Regions from separate parts of the Mus musculus genome. Here all the other regions are linked to region 3. A link is a contact called in public Micro-C and promoter capture Hi-C data. All regions are on one chromosome and are shown on one strand. The core of a region is the stretch at or near the end of the contact, and the rest is flanking DNA. Distances in the headings are between cores, read along the strand shown.

Region 1 (4,378 bases), core at 1,546-4,045, 110 kb after region 3:
CAGTGGTGGCGCAGGCCTTCAATTCCAGTACTCAGGAGGCAGAGGTAGGAAGATCTCCGAGTTAAAGGGAGCCTGGTCTACAGACCTAGTTCCTGGACAGCCAAGGATACATAAAGAAACCTTGTCTCAAACAAACAACATTCCAAAACCCAAACCCCAAAACAAACAAAAAAGTGTTGGATTACCACTGATTAAATTCCTTTTCAAAAATATGATATATTTGCAATCAAAATGTATCCTTAAAAAAAGTCTTATTGGTTTTGTTTACACTGGTACAAATCAGAAGAGATAGATACATTTACATTATTTACCCAAAACATCCTGAGTTCTTAACCCTATGCTACTACGCTAGGTGCTTAATGTTCATGAGGGAACAAGTGAGACATAGTCCTCTACAGAGACTGATGGATCTAGACTCTTAAACAAAAGGAGCTGTACAGGATAGAAGAGAACGACAAAAGGTCTCGGATGGTGAAAAGCACTGAGGGCAATCTCTTTACACACAGTCCAGTTTAAGTACACGTAAGGCAACGTAACTGGAGAAGGGTTGCTCACAACTTGAAAATAAGGCCAGAGCACGTGGGATCAAGCTTTCAGTGTCAGACCTGGAGCGTCACTTAACAAAGGGTAAGAGAATGTTATCTCTGGCTCACTTGTTTGCTTTCGGTGGGATGGCCTGTATTCGGTGAAGTTTAACATTAACTGCACGCCTGTGACAGACAAAGATGCAAGTGACTTCAGGAATAGGAGAGGGAGAACCAACAACTGCTTGATTCTGTCTCACCCAAAGGAATTCCCTATGCCACTCCCTGTATCACCGGGGATATTGTTTATGTTGATATTGATTATGTTGGTATTGATTATGTTGATATTGATTATGTTGATGCTTTTGACCAGCTTTAGCAGCTGCTTTGGCCACTTCATAAATGAAAGAAAAAAAAATCTTCGTCACATTTGTATAAGAGCCAGGAGTTTAACTTTGAGGAAATTATATTTCTGTGGTCTCTTGGTAGAACTTAGAGCCATTAAAATCATAGTTTTGGGAGATGTCATGATTTGGGAAGCACCTTTTAAAGTGTATGAATGGTACGATTCCAGATTCATCAGTATATAGTCATAGAAGGACAGGAAGGGGGAAAGGAAAATATTAATAGCAACTGCTCATTTGGGGATCATGGGTCACTTTACAACTCGTAGATTTTGCTTTCTCCCCGGGTCTGCAGTCACTCTACCTCACTGACTGTTCTCAAGGCCTCCAGATCCCGTGAAGTTTACTTTCCTGTCTTTCTTCTGTGCAAATGGTAGGCTGGAAAATCAGACTCGAACAGGACCTGGCTCCCTCTTCCCCGAGGAACCCCACACCCCAACAAAAGGAAGAGCCTTCTCCTATCCAAGGCAAAGGAGCTGGAGCGTTGAGTGGAGGAAACCCTCGGGTCAGGTTCTTGCAGGGATGGGGCGGGGGCTGCAGCCTGCCCAGCCCGTACACTAGGGCGTCGTTAGCTTGATTTAAAAACGCTGACGGTTGGTACAGCAAGCACCCGCGACCGTCTGGAGTCAGCCCAGCTCTCCAGCTGCCTCAGAGCTAAGGCTAAATAAGCTCTCCCGGGTCAAGATGACAGAAGCCAGGCATTGCCCCTCCGGGACCGTCCCTTCCGCGAAATCCTATGAGAACCTCTGAGGGATGCGGCCCGGGAGGGAGCGGTGCCTGGGAAAACAGTTGTGAGAAATAGGCATTATCCAGCGTCCAAACTGGAAGCGTGGAGCCCATTCCATTTTCTTCACATGAAAACTGAGGCCAAGAGGAGATAGGCATTGGGTGAGGTGGAAAGAAAGCTCCGGTTTCCAGTATCAGATCTTCAATGTGGGGCGTACTTATACACACCTGGGTTTTTGTTAGTGAACTTCAGCTTACGATCTGCATAATGGGTGCGCATGGTTCTTTTATGGTCTTTCAGAGATGCTAAGTGTACAGGCAGAGATAACCAGTAAACCACCCTACCCTAATCTCTCGGAAACCTTTGATTTTCTATCCCACTGGTATGCTTTTGACACCACCACCCCCCCGCCCCCAGCAAGATCCAGGGAGTGGTTCCCTCGCCGATTCGGGATAGGATGCTTGGGGTGCTCCTCTGGGGATGCTCTGGGGTTGCTAGAGCAGCGGGCGCAAAATAGCGATGAGAGAGAGGCAGAGCGGAGACGAGCAACCTCAAGAAAAACAGCAAAGATAGGAAGAGCAGCGGAAAGAGAAGCCCAAAGTAAGAAAACACGGGGAGATGAAGAAAGGAAGGCAAGCAAAGAGAGAGAGAGAGAGAGAGAGAGAGAGAGAGAGAGACTTACTGCTTTCTGATTGCAGTGAGCGCACTAGCTCCACGACCTCCCGTGGCTCACCACAAGAGAACAAAGCCTGGGCTCCTAGGCTTGGGGGTGGCGATACTCACACCCGGGGAGTGGCGGAGTCCGCAGGGATAGCGGTCATGGAGCTGCCGGCATGCAAGAGCGACTCTCAGACCCTCAGTCATCACCACCACCCCTAGTCGCCTCAGAACCCATCTGCGCGCTGCCACTTACTTGTGGTCCATCCCGGCTCGCACGCCGCCAGCGGCCAATGTAGCTGCAGAGCGAGAGCCAGCAAGCAGAACCGGGCGACGCCCGCGCGCCCGGGCATGATAGCAACGGCCCTCTCACTGTCCGCAATCACACATCCCCTGCCATTGCCTGCCCCCGGCCTAGCGGCGGCGGAGGTTTTCAAGCAAACGCCGGCCTAAAAGCCACCCAGCCCACATCCCAGACGCTCCGCCCCTAGCCCCTCAGGGCTCTGCCTGGAATGGGAGGAGGGGAGGCGCCACGCGGAGGAGGGGGTTGGTGGTGGCTGGAGGGACAGCAGTGGGAGGAGCGAGGGAAGCCCCCCGGGAGCATCGCTGACTCAGGTGAAGGACACCCAGGGGAAGGGATGATCCGAATTTCTGAAGTAATCAACCATTCTTGAGGCCTGGGAGATTACAGGACTGGGGTTGAAAGTGTTAAACACACACACACACACACACACACACACACACACACACACACACACACACTTCTGCCCCACTGTAGCTAGTTTACTCTATCCCGCTTTATGCTAAGTACTTTGGGTGACCAAGACAACTCTTTGTAGCTCTACCTTCCAGGATTGACTACTCTTGGAGTCAGGCTGTGAAAGAGTTAATTCCAAGGGACTGAAATGAGTGCTAAAAGAACTTGTTTTCCTATCGGGACTCCAATCTGGGCCTTTAGTCCAGGCCTTCTGACACGGGAGGTGGGGGGTGGAGGGGGTGGGGTTGCAGATCCAGCATCCCAGAGGACAGGGCTTCTGTACTCCAGAAACAGAACACCAAGCCCAAGAAACAGTCTAGACAGGATTACAGAGAAGGAGGGAAGCCTTGGGCTGTATAGGTTGGGGACAGGAGAGAGCAGAATTTGGGATGGTTAGGGTTTAGGATGCAATGGAAGATGAAGCCCACAAATGATGGCTATCACTAAGAAAATTACAGTAGCAGACACTTAGGACTTAGCTTTTATTGACATTCCGTACGTGCTAGGGCCTCTGATAGTTGATCTTGTCATGAGTCCGCTGTGGACTGGAAATGTGTCTCAGCTGGTGGAATGCTTGTCATGCACTCATGAAGCCCTGGGTTCCATCCCCAGGACCTCGTAATTCCAGGAGTGTGGTGCACCACTGTGATCCCAGCACTTATGGGGCAGAGGCTGGAGGATCCAAAGTTCAAGGTTAATCTCTGCTACGTGGTGAATTTGAGGCTAATCTGGACTCCATTGACACAGTGTAGAATAACAGTGATAATTAGGCGACCATCTGGAGGGGGTAGGTATTGGCTTCATCTCTATCTCCCCTCTGGGGGAGGGGAATCAAACCAGAAAAGCATTAAGTCCCCTCACCAAAGGTCACAAAGCTAATGTCTGGGTTTCACTTAGAGTCTGTATATTTGCTATTACAAAGCCTGGTGCAACATGCCTTAGTTGATGAATGAAGAACAGAAAAAAGAGATAGCCAGAAATAATCTGTATAGGGTTGGTTAGCAAAACTCCAAGGGAGAGGAGGCTCTGGAAGGGGAGTCTCGCACCTACATTTGTCAGTTCCTTTCCCCATCCCCCACCCCCAAAACCAGGCCAGGAACTCTCAAAACCAATGCACCGTGAGTCTGCAAGGCTCTCACAGAGGGAAGGGATCAAACCATTCTTACCATTGGTGTGGACAGGAACTGTGTGAGTTCTCTCCATCTGCTGTAATGGAAAAGCAGATAGTGGCTTAGAGAGTTGCCTTTCTCACCCCCAGGCGGCAAGGGGTGTGACTGGTCTGAGGCATTAAAGACTCATTTGTCAGTCC
Region 2 (4,102 bases), core at 344-2,843, 69 kb before region 3:
AGCTTCTGCAAGTGTTTTGTTTTGTCAAAGCCCAAGGTGCAAGAAATTAGTTTCTCAGATCAAGGTCCTCAGCTCCCAGGATAGCTTAACTTCTAATTGCCCCATAACTTCTAAAAGTAGCAATAGTACTATGACTTTTGTGACTGTCTAACCCACTAGTTCCCAACTTTCCTAATGCTGTAACCCTTTAATACAGTACTTCATGTGATGGTGACCCTCCAACCATAAAATTGCTTTTGTTGCTACTTCATAACTGTAATTTTGCTACCGTCATGACTTGTAATGTAAATGTTTGTGTTTTCCAATGGTCGTTTGGCCCCCAAAGGGGTTGAGAACCACAGCAAATCGGCAGTTGCTGGATCCAGGCTGTGCCAGGTGGCTTCTCCCACAATAACAGACTCCATTCCCATCTTATTAATGAGCGGCCTGGAGTATCAGCTCACAGGAAGAGAGAGAACTTACCCACTTAGCCACTGTATTTCAATGCAGAGCCCCTGAGTTCAGTAATAGATTATTATTGTTGATTATTTATTATTATTATTATTATTATTAAATTATTGGTAAATGAGGTACCCTGGTTGGCTGTATGGCAGATGAGCCCTGTTCAGATTGTAAGCCTTTCAGCTTTGGTAAAGGAGAGGCATCAAGGTTTTTGGGTTTTCTTTCATTCTCTCCGATTGAGAGAAAGCTTTCCTTCTGAATCCCCCCTGATCAAAAATCTAGACAAGCGTTGCCAGGCTCTATATGTTCCGGTCTCCCTCTGCCTTCTTCTCCATTCCCCATCCCCAGCCAGAAGTGCAGATGCTGCGGAAGATTGAAATGGCAAGCGGGCACGTTCAGCCCAAAGTGAATATTAAGCCAAACTGATTTCTGTTTCTGGGCTTGTGTTGTTAGGCTAGGTGAGCCAGGGGAAAACGTAACAGCGTGAAGTAAGTTTTCAGTCCTTGGTTTCCATCTCTAAAGACAGTGACATGCTTGAGAAAGCAGCTTCCTCCTCTCCACGTGGCTGGGAATTTGCACCCAGTAAATGGGAAATACAAAAGATGAGGCAGGGGTGTACAGAGCCTCCCAGAGATGGCTTTCAGAAGGAAACGGACTTACTCTCCCTCGGGTCTCTTGATGTATGCCCACCTCCCCACCCAGGGACCTACATACCCAACAAACACACTTCCAACCTCCGTAAGTGGGCGGAATTCATACCCTGTTAATACACAGGCGCCCTGTAAGGCCCTCCCATCGGGGTGATCGGGCATCCTGTCCTTGTACACATACCTCCCCTTCTGCTTGCCTCCCCCCTGCTGCTGGCCATCTTATAGCCTGGGTTCCCTGCAGCAGACGTTTCTAAGAGCTTCCACCGAGACTGCTTCTACAGCATCTCCAGCTTCCAGGGACAAATCCATCTCTTCGTATTTATTTTTTTTTTTCTCCCCGTCTTCTGTTTTTAAACTCTTCCCATTTTTAGCTATCCAGTCCCCACAGCCTGGCCCCTCTCCAGGCAGAGTGTGAAAGGAAAAGCCATTTTTATTTCCAAGACAGCCATCCATGCCTCTTACCTGATGCTCGCAGTGTGTCTGGTATAGACGTCTCCCCTCTGAGCCGGAGCGGACCGGATCCCAGGTGACGAGCTTCTCCCTCTTCTCCCTCCTCCGCACCAGGCTCTCCTTGATGTTTCTCACTCACCACTGAGTAATCCCACTGTCGCCCCCAACGCTCACATTATTCATTCTTCAGATCAGCATCATTCACCATGGCAACCAGCAGGCATCTACGCACAATGCTTTCAGGGACCAGTCTGAGTAGGCTTTTGCCAGTGAAAGGAGCTTTGGTTCCTTCAGCAAGAAACGAGCAGGTTGAAAAATTTTGCAGGTTGATCCCCAAGATAGCACATTCTTCTAGTGCTTGTGTATTTTCTCTGTAGTTGGCGCTCTCTCTCTCTCTCTCTCTCTCTCTCTCTCTTCAGGTACACATGTTCATGTCATACCTATGTAGAGATCAGAAGGCAGCCCTTAAGTGTCATTTCTCCAGAACCGTCTACTCTCTGTTTGAGACAAAGTCTCTCATGAGCCTGGAATTTGCACCCAGCAGGCTAAGGCCAGCTGGCCAGTGAGCTTTGCAAGCTCTGAGGTACAAAGGCACACCCCCGTGTCTGGCATTTTTATGTGGGTTCTGGGGATTGAACTCAGGTCCTGAGGCTCCTTGAGGTAAGGGGTTTACTGCTGAGCCATCTTGAAGGCTGACCAGTGATCATTGTCTTACTCCATCTCCATCTGTGGATAGTGGTTTCAAATGCAAAGATGCCCTTCGGTTCTGTGGCGAACTTGTCCCCTCCTTTCCTGTCCCACTTCCCCCCTGGAAATTCTCCCCCTCCTTCCTCTCATTTCCTGCAGTGCCTCTACATGATGGTTCTGGGCGAGATTCTTGTATTGCCTGGATCCCAGTTCCTTCAACTCTAAAGCTTCGAACACCTCAGGGGCAAAACACGGGTACCAACATTTCAAATACCCTTGTCAAGATTGCTCAACCATTATCTCCCATGGACTGGTGGTCCCTCAACATGAACTTTAGAGCATGGCTTTAGAAGTAGAGCCTTCATGGGTGTTAATTAGTTAAGGATCGCGAGATGAAATCACCCTTGATCACTTCTATGGAGTCTTTCTAAGAGAATGAACGTTTGAACCCATGGAGACACACACACAAGAGGAGGCCATGTGGAGGCAGAGGCAGGAGTGGAAGCAATGGATCCATGAGCAGCGGGCGGGGATAGGGGATGGGGATGGGGGGACGGGACAGGGGAGCTGTCCTGCAGACGTGCTGATTTCAGGCTTCCTGTCCACAGAACTGTGTGAGAAAGCATCCTGTCACTTATGAGCCACCATGTTTGTGCCAGTCTGTCACAGCATTCTAGGAATACAGCACATCTCCCCTCCTGGCTGAGCTCACACTCAGCCTTGGAGTTCTGAGCACAGACATATGAATGAACGGCTGCTTGCCAGCCAGCCAGCCAGTCAGCCAGTCAGTCAGTCAGTCACCTGGAACTGACGCGAGAAATGGAAGCTGCTTAGTGTTCCTGGGGCAGATGGGACCCAGTCTGCCTTGCCTTTGAGGACTCCTGAATTTTCTGTTTATCCCAACAAATTCCTTCCTGGTCTCCTCAACATTACAAAAATATCTCACTGTCATCTGTCCAAGAGCCTGGACATGTCTGAATGGAGGGTGAGATGAGTTCTAAATTTGTGTGTGTGTGTGTGTGTGTGTGTGTGTAGTGTTCTGGTGTATGTGTGCAGATGGGTGTGACTATGTGTGTGTCCGTGTGGATGCCAGAAGCTGATAGTGGATATCAGATGACTTCTCCAATCACTATGCACCTAATCTATCGAAGCACGGTCTCTTAGTTGAACCTAGAACTCGCTGATTTCACTGTTGTACACTAGCTAGCTAGCTCCTGCCTCACTCGGCCTTCTGGGATTACACACAGACCATGTTTGTCCAGCATTTACTAGATGCTAGAGTTCTAAACCCAGCCCTCTCGACTACATGGTAAATGCTTTACCCTGGGAACCCTGGATTTTACATAATAGACACATACACACACCCCTTCATGCCCTTGTCTTTTAGTGCCTGGCTACGATGGACCTCACATGTACATATATGCTTCCATCTTTATGGAAACTAAAAAGTTAATTTCAAGGAAAAGAACGCAATGGTCACATGAGCCTGGAGAGAGTAGGAGACAGAGGCACAGTAGGAAAGGTGGCATTGAACATGAGGAATAACTCCTAGCGCTCTGTAACACGGCAGGATAGCTATGGTTGACAGCAATCCATCGTTTCAGAGTAACAATAGAGGATTTTGAATGTCCTCAATACATAAATGTCTGAGGTCATGGATATGTCAGGCCTCACTGTGATCTGTATGCGCTGAATGTCACGCCGCTTCCCATAAATACGTACAATGCCTATGCATCAGTTAAAGATAAAATACAGTTTCAAAAGTCAGCTTCCTCCTTGGTTCTTGGACAAAGCATCCAAGACAAGCTATGAAGGTCACTTGATGAGCCAGACGAAGCTGTCTAGTGAGTCACCACTGCTGGGGCAAGGGGCTC
Region 3 (3,888 bases), core at 26-2,525:
GTAGACATGGGGGTTAAACAAACCGGATTTGGTCAGGACTTGGAACACTGCCTGGCTAATGGCAAGCACTTCACAGTATTTCCGTGGCTCAGGCAGTCAGGGTCCTTCTGACTCAGTTTTACCGTCATCCGAAGAGTCAATACCTTTCTTGATTTTGTTATTATCACCACCATCACTACAATTATTGTTATAACCGTGTTGAGGTATTTTTTTTTGACAAATAAAAATTGCAGGGCTGGTGAGAAGGCTCTGTGGGTAACAGCACAAGCCTGCTAACCTGGGTTGAGACCCTAGGGACACGGTGGAAAGGGAGTTGTCCTCTGACTTTCTCATGAGTGCCGTGGCTTGCACACTCACACGCATATGCACACACAAATATGTGTAAGAAAGCTGCGTGTATTTAAGGTATACAATGTGATGACTTTATATGTATATATATATTATGAAATGAGTACCATAAAGAAGCTAACTAATATACCCAATACATCCCACATACTAGCACATACAGAGTCCATCACTACACACACATACACACACACACACATATATATGTGTGTGTGTGTGTATGCCATCACTTTTGCACATAAACATTCAATCACAACTCTTATTATATAAACAGGTATGCTTATATAATTTTATTATATATGTATAAAATTTATGAACGGTGATTTTGGAAAATATCTGCTTCTAAATGATTGGTCTTAGTTCGCTTCTCCCAGAACTATGTAAGAACAGAATTCATTTGGACTGCCAATCACTTCATTTCCTTCTTCCATTCAGCCTACCAGTCCCCTGCCATCATCCATTCATGAGACACAAATATTCACTGAACATTTAAGGGCTCCCGTCATCCACAGTGCCCAGCACAGATCAGACCTCTAAGTAAGGCAGTGATGAGTAGACCAGGAGGATAAAAGAAGAAGGGGAGGAACTAAGTTCTCAGACCTTTCTTTGATACTTCCATCTCCCAAAGTGGCTTCCTCTGTGCCATCCGGAGTGTATCAACTCTGCTACATGTGGGTGCTGGCATCCCGGAAAGGCGGGCCCGGGGAACCCGCCCCCTCTCTCTTGCCCCTGGCACGGGCGGATGACTCGGTGGCTGGCACCCAGCTGCGGTCGCACCCCAGAAGGGCATGAGCCCCTGCCCCAGAGTTGATTCCCCATCGCCCGGTGTTGCCCAAGGCACAGGGTGACTCCTCCCCGAGGACCCTCCCCTTCGGGGCGCGCGTCACTCTCCCCACCCCTGGGTTCGGACCCTGGCGGCTTCCCGTGCCGTGCCTGCCGGAGCCACGTTGGGACAAGTCACGGCAACCTGCCCAGGAACCGCGGACCTCGGGCGCTGTCAGCCCAGGTCCCCATGGAGCTGCGGGTCGCCAACGCCAATGGCAGCTGCGAGAACGGTGCGTGCGGCTGTGAGGGAGACTTGGGCGGGTGCTGCGCTTCTCACCTTGTCCCCACCATCCTCGCCATCTCCTCCTCACCTGCTGGGGCCGCAAAGCTGGGAACAGGGGAGGTTAGCAACTTATTCCCACTCGGCTCCCAAACTGTCCTGAAGTTCCGGGTCTGGCGGAGATGTCACCTCCCCAGTGGCAGCTGCCGGGAGCTGAAGCAACAGAAAGAAGAAAAACAGAGCGCACTGGGGCAGGTGGCCTGTGAAAGGGGTGGGATAGAAAACTCAGGAGTAGTGTTGGCTTGCTGCAGGCTAACTAGATAACCTGTTGACATCTTTCCATCATCTAAACCAGAGAGTAGAGGAACAGAGAGGCTCCCTAGTCCAAAATTACACAACACATTTTGAAAAGGGAGAGAAAGGACCTCAGACAGTGCTTAGGAAATACCCTCGATTTTCTGGAATATTCCTTAACTATGTAGACCTTGGTCCTTCCCTGAACTATATTCCATTTAGTCCCAGAAACAAACTCTAATATGATATGCAGGCAGTTGTTTTATCTTTTTTTGTTGTTGTTATTGTTGTATTTAGACAAAGACTTGCTAAATTGTCCAGAATAGCTTAAAATGTGTGATTCTCCTGCCTCCGTTCCTCTCAGCCAGGAAATGCGAGCCTAAGTCACTGGGCTTTGATTTTATTTTTAAATTTACTTATTACTAGTGTGCATATGTCTATGTGCATATTACACACTCTCTCTCTCTCTCTCTCTCTCATGTGTGATAAATGATATATATTTATAGGCACAAGTGCCATCCTGAGGTGATGGAAGTGAGAGGACAAGTTGGAGAAGTGAGTTCGCTGCTTTTACATAAGTTCCAGGGCCAGAACTTGGGAGCAGGAGACTTTACCCAAGGAGCCATCTCCTCAGCCTTCAGCCTAGGTTTTAAAACATTTTGTTGTTGTTGTTGTTGTTTTCTATTCTTTTCATTTGTGTTCTTTTTTCTTTTTCTTTTCGTTTTTGCAGTGATGGAAACTGAACCCAGCCAGGGCCTCGTGTGTGTTAGGAAAGTATACTAACAATGGCCTTCGTCCCCAGGACACAGAGTTGTAATTTCACTATGCCCATTCTCCATTCGTCCCCAGGACACAGAGTTGTAATTTCACTATGCCCATTCTAGAGATGTAGAAACAGAGGCTGCAGCAGCAGGTCTAATCATTTGTGGCAGCTACCACGGTGGGGAATATGAACCACCTCCTGGATTCAGACTCCTGGACCTATGTGGCTGCTGTTCTCTGTTCCATCTGGAACTTTCTCTACTTTCGTCCTGTCTTGGAAGGACAGCCTGTGTGATGCTCTGAGTCCCTAACTTCTGCCCTTCTTCAGCGAAGAGCTTGAAGCCTGCTCTTAGGTGTTGGCTGAACCTCAGTCTCCTAAGCAACCAGGCGGGACTTTCCAGCCTCACCCCGTATCCCAAGGCAGCAGACATCTCCGGTCCTAGAACATTTTAGAGAAAAAGACAAGGAATCCATTTTTCCCATGTGCACTCCGTCTGAATTGGGTTCCCTAGGCCACCAGCTCTCTCTGGTTATAACTTCACTGTACTGGGAGAACTTGACTTCCATGGATGTGCTCAGGGGAACTGATTGGCTGGGGTGAGTCCTCTGGCTCCGCCCACTAGCAGTGAGATTGGGGAAAGCAGGGGAAAGGTGAGGGTACAGACATTACTGCCTGCATTTCCTGGGCTCAGGGAACTCCCCAGATGAGGCTCATGGGCAAGGATGCCCTGAGCTGGTGGAACAAGAGTGAGCTATGCAGAACCAGTCTGATTACGCGTAGATGACTTCTTGTCTCACAGCAAAGCACACACACATTTCCTGGGATTTCGGTCCCAGCTTCTGTTTTCTTTATGGGACTTCAATTCCCATAGCAGAACATAGGAGGGTCAGATGGGCTGTTTTGTTTTGTTTTTATTTTCCACTTTATCGCTTAAAAAAAAACATACAGAATGGAGGGTCTTGCTATGATAACTCCATACACATAAATAATTGTGCCTTGCTCACATTTGCTCCCCTTCTGCTTTCCGCCACCCTTTTTACCTCTCACTGTTTTTTAATGAATGCCTCCTTTTCCCTGTTCTGGTACCTGGTGTGGAACCTACGGCATTGCTCATCCCAGGCTAGTGTGCTACCATTAAGATACATCTGCTACTGAGCTACATCCAAGACCAGCTGGGTTTTCTAAAGGGCTCCTATACCTGTTCTCCACAATTCTGGGGCACATTCAAAAGTCAACTTTGGCTTTATTCTGTTCCACGAAAGATGCTATTCTGATGCAGATGTGCCACATCTCAAGCTCCGTGGTCTTGGCTTTGAGATCCATCCAGGCCCAGAGTAGGAACTCCAGCATGGTCTGAAAACTCTAGGCTTAGGGGCTGGAAATGGCAGTCACTGAATGGCTGTTAAGAGTCCTCGAGGTAAACTCTAGAACAGGGGCCATG

The links. A called contact is a pair of places that touch in the nucleus more often than the background predicts. Capture Hi-C pulls out chosen DNA fragments and counts their contacts.
Region 1: a Micro-C map of the HL-1 cell line shows a contact between it and region 3, with 2.2 times the contacts expected there. The contact joins the promoter of Adam19 here to the promoter of Nipal4 in region 3. A contact is called at or near these places in 3 of 39 promoter capture datasets (cranial neural crest, neutrophils and pre-B cells), 2 of 15 datasets of contacts at CTCF or cohesin (embryonic stem cells and stem cell-derived epiblast-like cells), 8 of 484 Hi-C or Micro-C datasets (the HL-1 cell line, brown adipocytes, embryonic stem cells and 2 more), 7 of 115 datasets of contacts at active chromatin or transcription factors (craniofacial prominence, differentiating embryonic stem cells, embryonic stem cells and 1 more) and 2 of 9 other capture datasets (adipose tissue and liver).
Region 2: a contact with region 3 is called in a promoter capture Hi-C map of pancreatic islet. The contact joins the promoter of Fndc9 here to the promoter of Nipal4 in region 3. A contact is called at or near these places in 1 of 484 Hi-C or Micro-C datasets (epidermal suprabasal cells), 1 of 115 datasets of contacts at active chromatin or transcription factors (embryonic stem cells) and 1 of 9 other capture datasets (pancreatic islet).

What each region holds. Positions count from the first base shown.
Region 1 is chr11:46,054,401-46,058,778 of GRCm38.p6, reverse strand. It overlaps Adam19 (a disintegrin and metallopeptidase domain 19 (meltrin beta)), which reads right to left and starts at 2,795. Exons shown (of 23, transcript NM_009616.4): 1 at 2,569-2,795. The coding sequence starts at 2,665.
Region 2 is chr11:46,233,048-46,237,149 of GRCm38.p6, reverse strand. It overlaps Fndc9 (fibronectin type III domain containing 9), which reads right to left and starts at 1,593. Exons shown (of 2, transcript NM_177075.4): 1 at 1,554-1,593. All of the region lies in intron 23 of Cyfip2 (cytoplasmic FMR1 interacting protein 2), which reads left to right.
Region 3 is chr11:46,163,746-46,167,633 of GRCm38.p6, reverse strand. It overlaps Nipal4 (NIPA-like domain containing 4), which reads left to right and starts at 1,275. Exons shown (of 6, transcript NM_172524.3): 1 at 1,275-1,400. The coding sequence starts at 1,358. It overlaps Gm35624 (a long non-coding RNA gene), which reads right to left and starts at 1,631. Exons shown (of 7, transcript XR_001780199.2): 1 at 1,482-1,631.